Regions from separate parts of the Mus musculus genome. Here all the other regions are linked to region 3. The links are chromatin contacts, called in public promoter capture Hi-C maps. All regions are on one chromosome and are shown on one strand. The core of a region is the stretch at or near the end of the contact, and the rest is flanking DNA. Distances in the headings are between cores, read along the strand shown.

The links. Promoter capture Hi-C pulls out the DNA fragments that hold promoters and counts their contacts.
Region 1: a contact with region 3 is called in a promoter capture Hi-C map of liver. The contact joins the promoter of Orm1 here to the enhancer-like site in region 3. A contact is called at or near these places in 3 of 39 promoter capture datasets (cranial neural crest, liver and macrophages), 2 of 484 Hi-C or Micro-C datasets (liver and nephron progenitors) and 2 of 9 other capture datasets (adipose tissue and pancreatic islet).
Region 2: a contact with region 3 is called in a promoter capture Hi-C map of liver. The contact joins the promoter of Ambp here to the enhancer-like site in region 3. A contact is called at or near these places in 8 of 39 promoter capture datasets (the C10 cell line, the HPC-7 cell line, embryonic stem cells and 4 more) and 5 of 484 Hi-C or Micro-C datasets (embryonic stem cells and liver).
Region 4: a contact with region 3 is called in a promoter capture Hi-C map of liver. The contact joins two enhancer-like sites. A contact is called at or near these places in 5 of 39 promoter capture datasets (the C10 cell line, Sertoli cells, liver and 1 more), 4 of 484 Hi-C or Micro-C datasets (the HPC-7 cell line, embryonic stem cells, nephron progenitors and 1 more) and 4 of 9 other capture datasets (adipose tissue, liver, macrophages and 1 more).

What each region holds. Positions count from the first base shown.
Region 1 is chr4:63,343,254-63,346,190 of GRCm38.p6, reverse strand. It overlaps Orm1 (orosomucoid 1), which reads right to left and starts at 1,635. Exons shown (of 6, transcript NM_008768.2): 1 at 1,477-1,635; 2 at 980-1,122; 3 at 700-770; 4 at 44-151. The coding sequence starts at 1,593. Gm52743 (a long non-coding RNA gene) reads left to right here and starts at 1,584. Exons shown (of 3, transcript XR_003955430.1): 1 at 1,584-1,847.
Region 2 is chr4:63,152,892-63,155,860 of GRCm38.p6, reverse strand. It overlaps Ambp (alpha 1 microglobulin/bikunin precursor), which reads left to right and starts at 1,689. Exons shown (of 10, transcript NM_007443.4): 1 at 1,689-1,919. The coding sequence starts at 1,806.
Region 3 is chr4:63,250,223-63,253,144 of GRCm38.p6, reverse strand. All of the region lies in intron 7 of Col27a1 (collagen, type XXVII, alpha 1), which reads right to left. Among named protein-coding and RNA genes, the nearest start is that of Mir455, 5.2 kb to the left of the region's middle. Within about 2 kb of position 1,389, at least 11 of the 459 cell types and tissues checked have an H3K27ac peak or open chromatin away from gene starts, as enhancers often do. A contact at or near this core is called in liver, where this site is marked.
Region 4 is chr4:63,185,143-63,187,842 of GRCm38.p6, reverse strand. No RefSeq gene overlaps it. Among named protein-coding and RNA genes, the nearest start is that of Kif12, 14 kb to the right of the region's middle. Within about 2 kb of position 1,337, at least 23 of the 459 cell types and tissues checked have an H3K27ac peak or open chromatin away from gene starts, as enhancers often do. A contact at or near this core is called in liver, where this site is marked.

The sequences.
Region 1 (2,937 bases), core at 386-2,885, 93 kb before region 3:
TAAGGCCCAGTGCAATTGTGGACCTCAGCTCTGAGGTGCTTACCATAGAGGGACAGTCCCCGTTTCTTCTCATCCTTGAGGTCAAAGGCAAGCATGAAGGCCCCATGTTTCCTCAGCACTATAAGGTGGGCAAAGGTTTCTACTCCTCCTTCTGCAGGAGGAAGGTCTTTGTGAGTCACTAGAATGATGCTGTAGTCTTATCCCCAAGGGAAGGAAGCACATAGCTATGGGCAAGTGCCTGGGGCTGCCATGTTTTCAGACTCTGCTGAATGCAAGCCTCACTTCTCATTCTTCGTAGTTATGGGATGGCTGGGGCCTTGGAAAGGGCCCTTGGTGGTGTGGTGGTGGGGCATAGTTTACACTTCCTCTTAAACATTAAAACTTCTGCTCAGGGACAATTAAAACATAAGAGTGTCTGATCTGGCTCACTAGCATTGGATTGCCCTCCTACATGCTGTCGCTGGTGACATGGGTGTGTGGCTGAAGTCACTGGCTTCCCAACCCATGGGTTTCCCCTCTGAGCTCACAAAAGATCATAAGAATGGCCAAAGCAAGTCTGGCCTGGGAGCTGGACTTTGGGTTGAAATCTGCTTCCACTTACAAGCCTCAGAGAGTGACTTCACAGAAAAACTGCCCTGTTCTGCTGCCCCATCAGACCCTGGCAATACCCTCTCAGAAAGCAGTGTTTCACACCCTCACCATACTTGGAGAAGGTCCCATTTTCTCTCTGGAATCCTAGATGGGTGGAGTTATAGACACACTGGTCACCTCTAAAGAGAAAAGAAAGTGGACAACTGAGGAAGAGGTGATCTGACCAGGCCAGGGTAGGGAAGGGGCAAGAGGCAAGTAGACAAGACAGCTGTCCCCATTCCTGAAGGTGGGTGGGGATGCCAGGCAGAGCCAGTTTGTTCAGGTCTCTAGGCATCCAGGAGTGTAGTTAAGGACTGGGGTGGGTGGACTGGCTGTTTCAAGTACTCACATTGTTTGAGACTCCCGAAGCTCTATTGTGTCGTTTATCAAGTTGGTGGTAAGGTAAAAAAATTCACTCTGCATTGTTTGAATTGCCTGCCTGTACTCGAGTTTTCTGAAAGCTGCACCCATGAAAAACCATTTGTCAGAGAGCTGGGGAGAAGCAGGCAAACAGATGAGCAGGGCTTGTAATATGTACCTTGTTAGCAAGTCTTGATTAGTGGCAGGCAAGCAATGACTTCTGAACCATACATGGGTAAACTGAAGCTCCAGACCAGAATCCCATGGGCAACTCAAAAATCAGCCATCCTACTGCTCTGTCCCTTGCTGAGAGACCTCAGAGTGATGCTTCGGAGTTTGGAGGCAGGGAGATGCCACCAGGTCTCCAGGAGAGGCAAGGGCATTACCAGGAGCACAGAGATGAGCACAGACATCAGGGAAGGGAAAGCCCAGAGGAAAGAGTAGCCTCCTACAGTGAACAGGTCCAGGCCCGGGGCAGGCACTTACCCAGCTCAGGGTCTCATTGGTGATAGGTTCGCCTATGGTGAAGTTGGCATGTTCTGGGTTCTGAGCTTCCAACATCGGCAGAAGGCTCAATATGATAAGAACCGTGTGCAGCGCCATGCTGAGGGCACTCAGAGCCACCAGGCCTGGGAAAAGATCATTGGTGTTTGGATGGTGCAGCAACATTTATGACACGATGTGGGGAGGGCATGGGACTGAAGCCAGGGACAGTAGAGCTGTGGCACAATCTCACCAGCACTTGGGAAATGTCTTGCGCAAAATGTTCCCTCAAGCCAGCTTTATGCAGCTCCCTCAACCTACTGGTCCTGACACAGGCTCCTGCCGTACACCAGAGTGGCTGATTCATGGTCAAGGTATGTACATCGCTAGCCTGATGATACTTAGGTCCCAGACAGTGGTCCCACCCCTCTTTTATCCCATGGAGCTGCCTAGCAGGAGTGAAACCTACACATACATCAACCTCCCAAGTGTGCTATGAAGGAGCCCCAAGTCAGGGTTCATAGTGAACTTAGAAGACACTTAGGGGCTCAAGTTCAGGGCCAAGAACACAGATGGATTAGTTTCCAAAGGAGTGTGATGTTCCTGGGGACTTCTTCCCAGCCCTGAAGGCAGCCAAGTGCCCAGCAAAGGGGTGAATCTGAGATAAACATCTAGTTCAGCAAAGCTCCCAGTATCTACAGCAGGAAAGGATCTGCCTAGGACAGTGTGTGCCCAATCCAGGGTCTGTGCCCATCATCCAGAAAATATCTGGTTCTCATTCCTGCCTGATCTTTGTCTACATAATGAACACTCTCGAAAAGTATTGCAGGGACAGGCCTGGTGACTCCTGCTGAGGCACAGAGACGAGCTTGAGATTACAGTGAGCTGCTTCAAAACATCAATACAGCAAACATGTTAGAACACGCTCACAGTTTCATGATCTATTTCCTGTGTCCTCCACAAGTTCTCATGTTTCAGTGTAGTCAGGGTTATGTTTTAATGATACATAACTTGTCATTCACTTACTGTGTTCTAATTTCATTACAACCCCTCTTTAACCTGTGGCATTTCTATTGTGTGTTTCCTTTTCTGATATGTGTCAGAGCAACATATTGCCTTTAAAAATTAGTCTACCAACAGAAAGGAAAACAAAACAACACATGAGTCACCTCCAGTATCATGTGTGTAAATGTTTCTAATGGCATTATTCAAAGTAGCCACAAACTCCAAGCTCTTAAGTGCCTATTACCAGAAAAATGAGAAATGGGTTGTGACATTTCATGCAAAGATGGTGTTGCTTAGCAACAGAGAGAAATGAACAACTGATAGATTTGACCATACAAATGCAGCTCGACAACATTATTGCCAGCAGATCGCCCAGAGGTGGGGTTGTATGAGCCTGTTTACTGGGCGTTCTAGAGGCTCCAGACTAATTGTAATGATATTAATCAAGTCATTGACAGT
Region 2 (2,969 bases), core at 440-2,939, 98 kb after region 3:
GCAACTATGCCAGAAAGTTAAGCCAAGACAGTTGCTGTGTTGAAATGTGTATGGAGGTTTTGTGCTTCCTGGCAGCCAGAGCAAAAAAGGAAATTCCATCCGTGGCCAAGCTGTCTGTTATGGTGCATGGGAAACCCTCTCATTTACAGACAGACACACATGTGCTCTGGATACCAGCAAAAGGGAACTGTGTCTGCTGGGTCTCACAGAAGGAGCATGGTACACTGACTGTGGAACAGACCCCCTGTTTCTTCCACGTGCAGGACCCTGGCTCTCTGGTCTCAGCTCTAACAGGGATTGCCTGCTATATGAAGGAGTGTGCCGTGAGGGAATCAGGGAGGAGGAAGGACAATGGCTGGAACCCCTGGAGGAGAGAGAAGAGAGTGGAGAGGGATCATAGCACCATGGACGGGAGGAGCTCTGATGCAAACAGATGTGGGTTTAAAAATCTCCCATTAGAGTATATAAATCTAGAGGCTAGGGATGTTGCTCAATTGGTAGCGCTCTTGTCCAACATGCAGGAAGCCCTAGGTTTAACTCCCCCCACCCCCACCCCCCACCCCCCAGCATAAACCAGGTGTAGCTGTAGTTCATGCCTGTAATTCTAGAACTCATGAGGAGGGTCAGATATTCAAGGCAGAGCTGGCTACAAATCCAGTACAAGGGCAGCCTAGAGCTATATAAGACACTGTCTCAAAAAAAAAAAAATGTTGCAGGTTTTAAATCAAAATGTTACTGTGTTACCTTCTTTAGGCGCTGTTATAAAAAACCCTAAATCATTAGGAATGATACAAAGTGTGTCCTCTCTCCAAACTTCCTTGAACTGGTTTAGTCTAAAAGTATCATCCTGTTGATGGTTCTGGAGCAACTGGAGCGACAGGAACATATATCTTACGGAGGTCACAATGACCCTTCAACTCTTACCACACCCTAAGAACAATGCTGTTGCCTGTTGGCATTCACCCCTTCAACCTTCACCCCAAAGCTAGGATCCAGGTACTTGTGTTAACAGCGTTTATTGGTGAAGAAATGAGCACAGAGGGCTCAGCATTCTTTTCAAGCGCACACAGCAGGAAGACCACAGGAAGCTGCCTGGCTTTGGAGGCTCTGTTCCCTTTCTTACGGTGGAGCCCTAGTGGGTCTTGTCAATCCAGGAGAGTGAAAACTTATATCAGTGAAAGGCATCTGCACATGCTTCTGAGGTGAGCCTGGGGGTTCATCTGGGTACTGATGGTTTCACTGTGGGAAACCAGTGTGGCTCGGTGAAGGGATAGCATCTCTCCCTGTCCTGATTATCTTAATGGCTATGAGAGGTTGGAGACCAGAGGGAGAGTCTTGGGAGGAAGGATGCTTTGCTCTATAGCCAACTTCCCTGGGCCTTAGTTTTGTTATATGAGAAAGAAGCCAGAACCAGGCTACCTGTATCTTCTGAGATCTTGGGGGAAGAACTGGAGGGACAGGCCAGACACTGCCTGACTGCCCCATCCCCTGTTCTCCCTGGGGAAAGTTGACCTTTAATGAAACCTTTCTAGGGTCTGAACTCTATTGTGCTTGGTCAACGTCCCTTCAGAGTCAGTAACCATGGCTTCCTGTCCACAGAGTTGGACCTGGGCTGGGCTGTAGGGATCGATTAGAGCTGGCCCAAGACCCTGATTGGCCTTGGCTGAGCAAAGCAAACACCAAGGTCATCATTTGCCTCCGGATCCTTCCCCAGCCTCAGTTTGTAGCTGCCACTGCCGGGGAAGTAATCCCTGCTCCCACACTGAGCTGTGAGAGAGACATCAAAGACCAAAGACCACAGAGCCATGCAGGGTCTCAGGACCCTGTTCCTGCTGCTGACTGCCTGCCTCGCTTCGAGGGCTGACCCTGCGTCAACACTGCCAGATATCCAGGTTCAGGAGAACTTCAGTGAGTCCCGGGTAAGGCTGGCCTCTCTGGCAGAGGTGATCACAGTGGTGGTATGCCCATGCTCCTGGGCCTTGCCAGCTAAGGCCTGCCTGTCCTGTCTTGGGAGTACTCATCTTTCCTATCTTGTAGATGGCATCTCAATCTCTAGGAGACTTTCCTGGCCAGGCTGTTAGGTTATTCTGAGATTCTCTGAAGATACAGCTCCCTCACCTGCCATTCATTCTTTGGGGCCCCCTGTAAGCCTAGTGCCTTCCAAATCTGCGCTGTCCTCATGGGTCCCCAGAGGAATCCACATATGGCAGGTGGCATAGGGTGGACATGAACCTGTGAGCTTTGTGGACAGGCTTGTGGGATTGTGTGAGGAAGAGAGGTAGGACACTGGTTGATGGGATTGGGGAAATTACGAAGTGTGAGTCTAAGGGCACCTTGGCCTGTGGCAGACATGTCACTATGTGTCTATGCATATGTGTCTATGTGCAAATATTTTTGTTTGCATACACATGCCCTTGCATGTACGTGTGTGTGTGTTGTAGAGTTACATGCTTCCTTCCTTCCTTCCTTCCTTCCTTCCTTTCTTTCTTTCTTTCTTTCTTTCTTTCTTTCTTTCTTTCTTTCTTTCTTTCTTTCTTTCTTTCTTAACAAAGCAACCCCAGCTTTGTCCTGAATCATAAAATTGTCTGTGTAGGGACCCTGTCCACCTCAACGCTGTCTCCATGATCTATCTGAGGGGTTTTCAGAACACTCCCGGTGATTTTCTATACCTTAGGACAAGGAACAGGTGTGCTGGAGGTCCAGGGGCTGGAAGGTCAGCTCTATCTGACTGCTGTCAAGAGGAAGAGGTGGTTGACTGGTCCCAGAAGGTCCCACCAGGTTTGTAGGGTCTCCATGGCACTTCCGCTGGCTGCCTCACAAGGTGGCAGACACTGCCATGAAAGGTGTAAAACCCAAGCTTCATTTTCCAAGGCAGCGATAGCTGGTGACCTCAGAATATGCAACCTGGACTCTACCTACTCACAGGGGCATCTCAGACACTTTACTTCTGTGGAGCAGACCTTGTGTAA
Region 3 (2,922 bases), core at 140-2,639:
AGTGTGTGATCGTCAACCTTCTGTGGACCTCTAACGGGGGATTTGAAACTCTGAGGCCCCTTAGGTTCTGTTATCTTCTAACTCTAAGTTCTAGGGCCCCTGAGAGTCTATGACAAGGGATAGTAAGTCAATCAGCACAGGCCCTGGACAGCCGGCCATATGGAGATCATGGTTGACATAAGTCCCTACGCCACCTCATTTCTTTCTGTTTTGTTTCTCTTTTCTGTCCCCTTCTTTTTTTTCCTCCCTTCCTCCCTCCCTCCCTCCCTCCCTCCCTTCCTTCCATCCATCCTTCCTTCCTTCCTTTCTTCTTTTATTTTAAGAGAGAGTCCCATGCAGCCCAGGCCGGCCTCCAACTCCCCATGTAGCCAAGGATGGCACTGGCCACCTGCTCCTCCTACCTTCACTTCCCAGGCCTTCACTTACAGGCCTGTACCACCACAGCTGGTTTATGTGATGCTGGGAGTCAAACCCAGGACTCTAGCATGCTTGACACTCTACCAGCTGATCCTTCATCCCAGCCCCCTAACGCACTTGCTCTACAGACACATAAACACAGCCTCACACAGGTGTCCGTCAGCATCCTGGATGCATAGGAAGTCGCAGTCTTCATTACAAACAGAAGAATCTGTCTTAGGGAGGGGGCTCGGGAAGTTCGCCAGCATTTCTTCAGAATCGTCTCATGCCAAGAGAGACTACCACCCACGAAACACATCTTACTCTAGATCAAGAGCTGCCCCTAGGAAAAAATCCCCCACTGGGTCACAAGTAGGCAAGGTGATCCCCAGACTACAGCAAGCAGCTAGACAAAAGGATCTCCGCTCTTATTACAGATCGATTTGGATTCCAGGACTGTTTGCCTTCGGGCTGGCTATGTGGCCAGAGACAATGACTCTTTGAACTTTGATTTCCTCAGAAATTATAAAATGGGCAGGAAGAGCCAATGCCTGGGTGGCATGATCTGCGTAGGAAGCACAAATCGTGGTGTCTGGCACTGAATTCAGCAACCTTAGAAACACCAGCTACGGTTGTTACTATGGCTTTCATTTCTCATTCATTCATTCACTCACTCAACAAACAGTGATGGAGTGTGCGTGGGCCAGCAGGTTTTTCCTCATGGGAAAAAGGAGCCAGGCAACATGCTTTGCCTCGAGAATTTACATTCCTCGAAAGGAACTAGAAAGAAATGAAGTAGAAAAGGCAAGCGTAGGTGGTGGGAGGCAGGAGATGCAGTGCAATGAGCAGCGGGAGTCTGCTTTGCAAGATGAATATGTTCCGGGGATCAGTTGCTCAACAATCAATCGCTCGATTGTGCTGAACACCATCACCAGTGCACTGAGAAATGGTTTGAAATGGCAAATCTGATGCTACGGCTTGTTGCCACGAACAAATAAAGTCAGGGTACAGAGGACAGCATGCCTGGGGAGGGGTGGTGACTCCAGGGACAGCCAAGGGATGGCTGATGGGGGAAGGTAGACAGACCTGGAGGTAGCATCCTGAAAAGTGGAACAGAGGGTACAGAAGCCCCAGGGCAGAGATGCTGAGAAGCGAGCTGAGAAGCACAAGAAGGCCTATGTAACTGCAAAAGAACAGATAAGGGCAGTGGGCAGAGAGGCAGATGGAGGTCAGAGCCGTCGACTGAAGCTGTGTCAGGAAACCCTAGGGACAAGGGGACAGGGCATGACAGGATACGAGGAGGAACAAGCTGAGGCCCTTTTCTCCCACAGAAGCATCAAGGTGAGCCATGCGCTCTTGCTGCGAGATCGAACCCCGGCAATTACCTCTCTGAACTCACTCTGCCAAGCTTTGCTTGCCTAGAGGATCACTGTAAACAGCCCAGAGTCTCGGGGACCAAGAACAACAATGGGGGCAGTGTGAGGCAGGAGCCTCTAGCACCCCAAGACTCCTGAAAACCAATCCACAGCATCGCTCTCCCCTAAAGAAAAGGGATGTGTTCAGTTAAATCCCAGATGAGGTTTAAGCAAACCTATGCTCAGGAAAGAGCTGGAAGGAAGTGAATCACAGAACCCACCATGCCTAACCCCGTGCCTTAAGCATGCGTGCTCACTAACACCCTGGATCACTTCTAAGAGATAGGTACCACTTGGTACACTTACAGTGAGGAAAAGGAGGCTCAAAGAGGTTAGGGGCCATCCTGAAGCCACACAGCTTTCATGAGAGAGTGTGTGGATTATGGCCCAAAATCTTTCAGATGTTAACCATCAATCACTGTGGTTGGGACTAGCCCAGAAGAAAGGTCCCCTTAAAGATGCATCTCCCTGAGACAGAGCCATTTTGGTCATGGCAACATCCTAGGGCAAAGGTCAGTAGCAGAATAATGAAGTTCCCACATTGGATAAGACCGAAGTCACCATTTTGGCCATCTCTTGCTTCACTGGACTGACAAGAGACTGAGGTTCCAGGAGAAGATAGGCTGTCAGGAAGCTGAGGCCAAGGTTAGACCATTCTCTAGACTTTAGAACTGTGGGATGGACTGAGCTGTCTCAATAGTGAACTCCAGAGGGCCTTGAATGTGACTGTGAACATGAGCTTCTAAATCCGGTGGGAACACAGTCAAGGTGGGAGGTGGGGTGCGGAGGGGGCTGCCTGGAAGCCCCTTCAACAGTGTTTACCAAACAGTTTTAAATCACAGGGCTGGGGACATGAGGCTCTTAAACCATTATCTTCTCTTGGCCCTGGCAATTACAGGGGCCAGCCATCCCACAAGGTGGCCCCAGGGCAGTGATTTCCTGTGTGTGGATGAAGGGTGCCAGGTGGGCCGAGGGAGGCAGAGGAGCCACAGAAGAGCTGGGGCCGTGGTTGCCTGGCAGGCGGGCCTCCGCAGGCCCCGTGTTTATAATACAGCACGCTCTCTATTTTGGTTTGGGAGCCAGATTAATCACTGCTTACAGAGCACAAGGA
Region 4 (2,700 bases), core at 88-2,587, 65 kb after region 3:
CCCGGGTTAACTCGTGTCCTGTGCAAGCATTTGGTGCTGGGGAGGGGGTGTGCTTCACATCCAGGTTCCCTGCAGACTGCTTTAAAGATCTTTACTGAGATTCGTTCGCACAGTGCTACACTGCCCCACACACTCCATGGCAGAACCTCTGCCTTCAAATCTGCCACCTTCCCACAAGCACGGCCTCGGCCGCCCTTCTAGGATCCCGGTAGAAACTGATCCTAAAACCCAAAGTCCGGGAACCATCTTCTCAGCATCTTCACAGCACAGGCTGGGACAGAAAAAGAAGCAGTCCAGCCACAGTCCCGGGGCCACCCACCAAGTGCCTGGCACAGCGCTAGCCCATCACCAGCATCCTCCCACTGAGTCTTTCCAGCAGGAGGACACAGGGAAGCTGGTGCTCAGAAAGGCCAGTCACCTGCCTAGGCCACACTGCTGGCCAGAGGCAGTGCGACAGAACATTCCAGATTACACCTTTCTTTATGTCCCAGGGCTAGAAATAAGACATTGTCGTATATATGGCAAGGCACCTCCTCTGTGTGTGTGACTGTGGCAGCCTCATGCTAGGGTGCCTGTTTCCAGGAAGAAACTGCTGGAAACCAGCATTCATTCTGCTCCAAGCTTGCTGTGTAACCGTGAGCCACGGATTCTCCACTAGACTGAGGTATGCCCCTGTGATATGAGCAGATGCACCAAGTCCCACATTTCTGCTCCTTCTCACACAGTTTAGGCACCTAGGGCAACTTGGTGGTGGCAGAAGAAAGCTGGCTAATGGGATCATAGCGAGTGACTGAAGGAGAGGTCAAGTTCCCTTCCTGTAGCCCATTGGCCCCTGTTGACCCCTCCAACCAAAGTCCCTGGGTTGGGGAGTTATATGTACTAGACTAGGGCTCAGCAGAGAAACTGCCAGCCCTTGGCCAGGCACCTGGGGGAAGAAGGGACATCACAAGAACCCGATGGGCACCTAGCCTGATGTCTCTGCATTCCCCCCACCCTTCCCAGCTCTGTCCCCTTTTGCCTCATCCCACACCCCAACCCTTGCTCAGCGCCCAGGCCAGTCCAGCTCCTCCCTCTTTTGGCTGTGGCTCCAGCACACCGGCCGTTTAAGGCTCCACCTCAGCCCTTTAAATTCTATTTTTTCAAACCACATTCTTGAACTTGGCAGATAACGTGGCCTCCCGACAAGAGCCCTATTTACCCGGCCAGCCGTGAATGGGTCCTTTATAACTAGGTTCATTAATATTTCTACCTATTGGCCGGCTCTCCCGTCCTCCCCCTATCCAAACAGATTCTCTACACAGAAAGACTTTTCAAATACTCCTGTTGACTTTCCCGAGCGGGCTGAGCAGGCGTGAGTGCGTGTGAGTGCGTGCGCAGGGGAGGGCACTCGCCTGCCCCGTGCCGCAGGAAGGAAAGAGGCCGCTATTCATAGCTGAGTGGCGGCCTCCCAGCCCAGGTATGTGGCCTCACAAAGGCCCACTGAGCCCAGCCAGCCCCAGTGCCAGGGCCCACAGTGGGGGAGGTGGTTCAGCCCTTCCTGGCCCTGTCGCCTGGCCTGGTGACCCTGGGCAAGTCCCTGTTCATCTAGAGACAGATAATCTCTTGTCAGCTCCTCCCAGCTGTGGAGGATCTGGGTGACAAGCAGATATCTGGCTCAGGTGGGCTGCCCTTGTGTTTGGGTGCTGGGACACAATGGTGTAAACCCAGAGTCTCAGATCTCAGCAGACTGAGGAAGGAGGATAGAGAATTCAAGGCTAGACGGGGTGATATATAGCAAGTTCTAGGCTAGCCCAAGCTATATAAATAGACCCACTCTCAAAAATAACAACAATGACCCAAGGCTAAGGAGACTGCTCAGTCACTACAGTCTTGCCTTTTGAACACTAGGACCTGAGTTTAATTCCCAGAACCAGAGACAAATTATAACAACAACAACATTTGGGCCTTGTGACATGCACTTGTAACCCCAGAACTGAGGAGGCTTAGGAGGAGAAGATCCCAGAGTCTTTTCTGGCCAGCCAGTCCAACCAGTTGGTAAGCTCTGGGTTCAGTGGAGAACAACTGATTTCCAGACTCCACATGTGTGCACAACCCCATTCCCCTCACAAACGGCCCCAGGTGTTTCATGTGTACAAAAACTCCAAGGAACAATTTGTTCTACATGTGCCTCACCCCATCATCCTTCACCCCTACCAAACACTCCAGCCAGGATGTGCTGAGGCCCTCGGCCCCTAACGTATCTCAAATGCCTTCAACATGACAGCCACCAGAACCGTTTTGCTGTCTGCACGATGAGTGCACTGCAGACCTTGCCCGTTGTTGGGCCTCAGGAAACTATGAACACAGTGAAAGGTGTGGTTGTCCACAGCAAGGGCCTTGTGTTCACGTCAGAGCCTCTTCCCTACACTTTTGAGAAGAATGTGAAGAATGGTAAGTTCCATCTTCCTGCATGTCATACAGCCCTTTGAGGGACTAACACCACTGTAGCGGCTCCAGGGAGGACCTACGGTACTGCAGTGGGTACTGATAGGTCTCCCTCAAGGGAAACTGAACCAATTGCTTGCTCCCCACTCTCATGCAAAGGATGTGCCCTGGGGAATGCAGTGTCACTTCTGAGCATGCTCACAGGTGATAGCACCTCTAGGGTGCTGATGCTGTGATACGATAGGACCTAACACAGGCCTTTCCTTCTCGCTACAT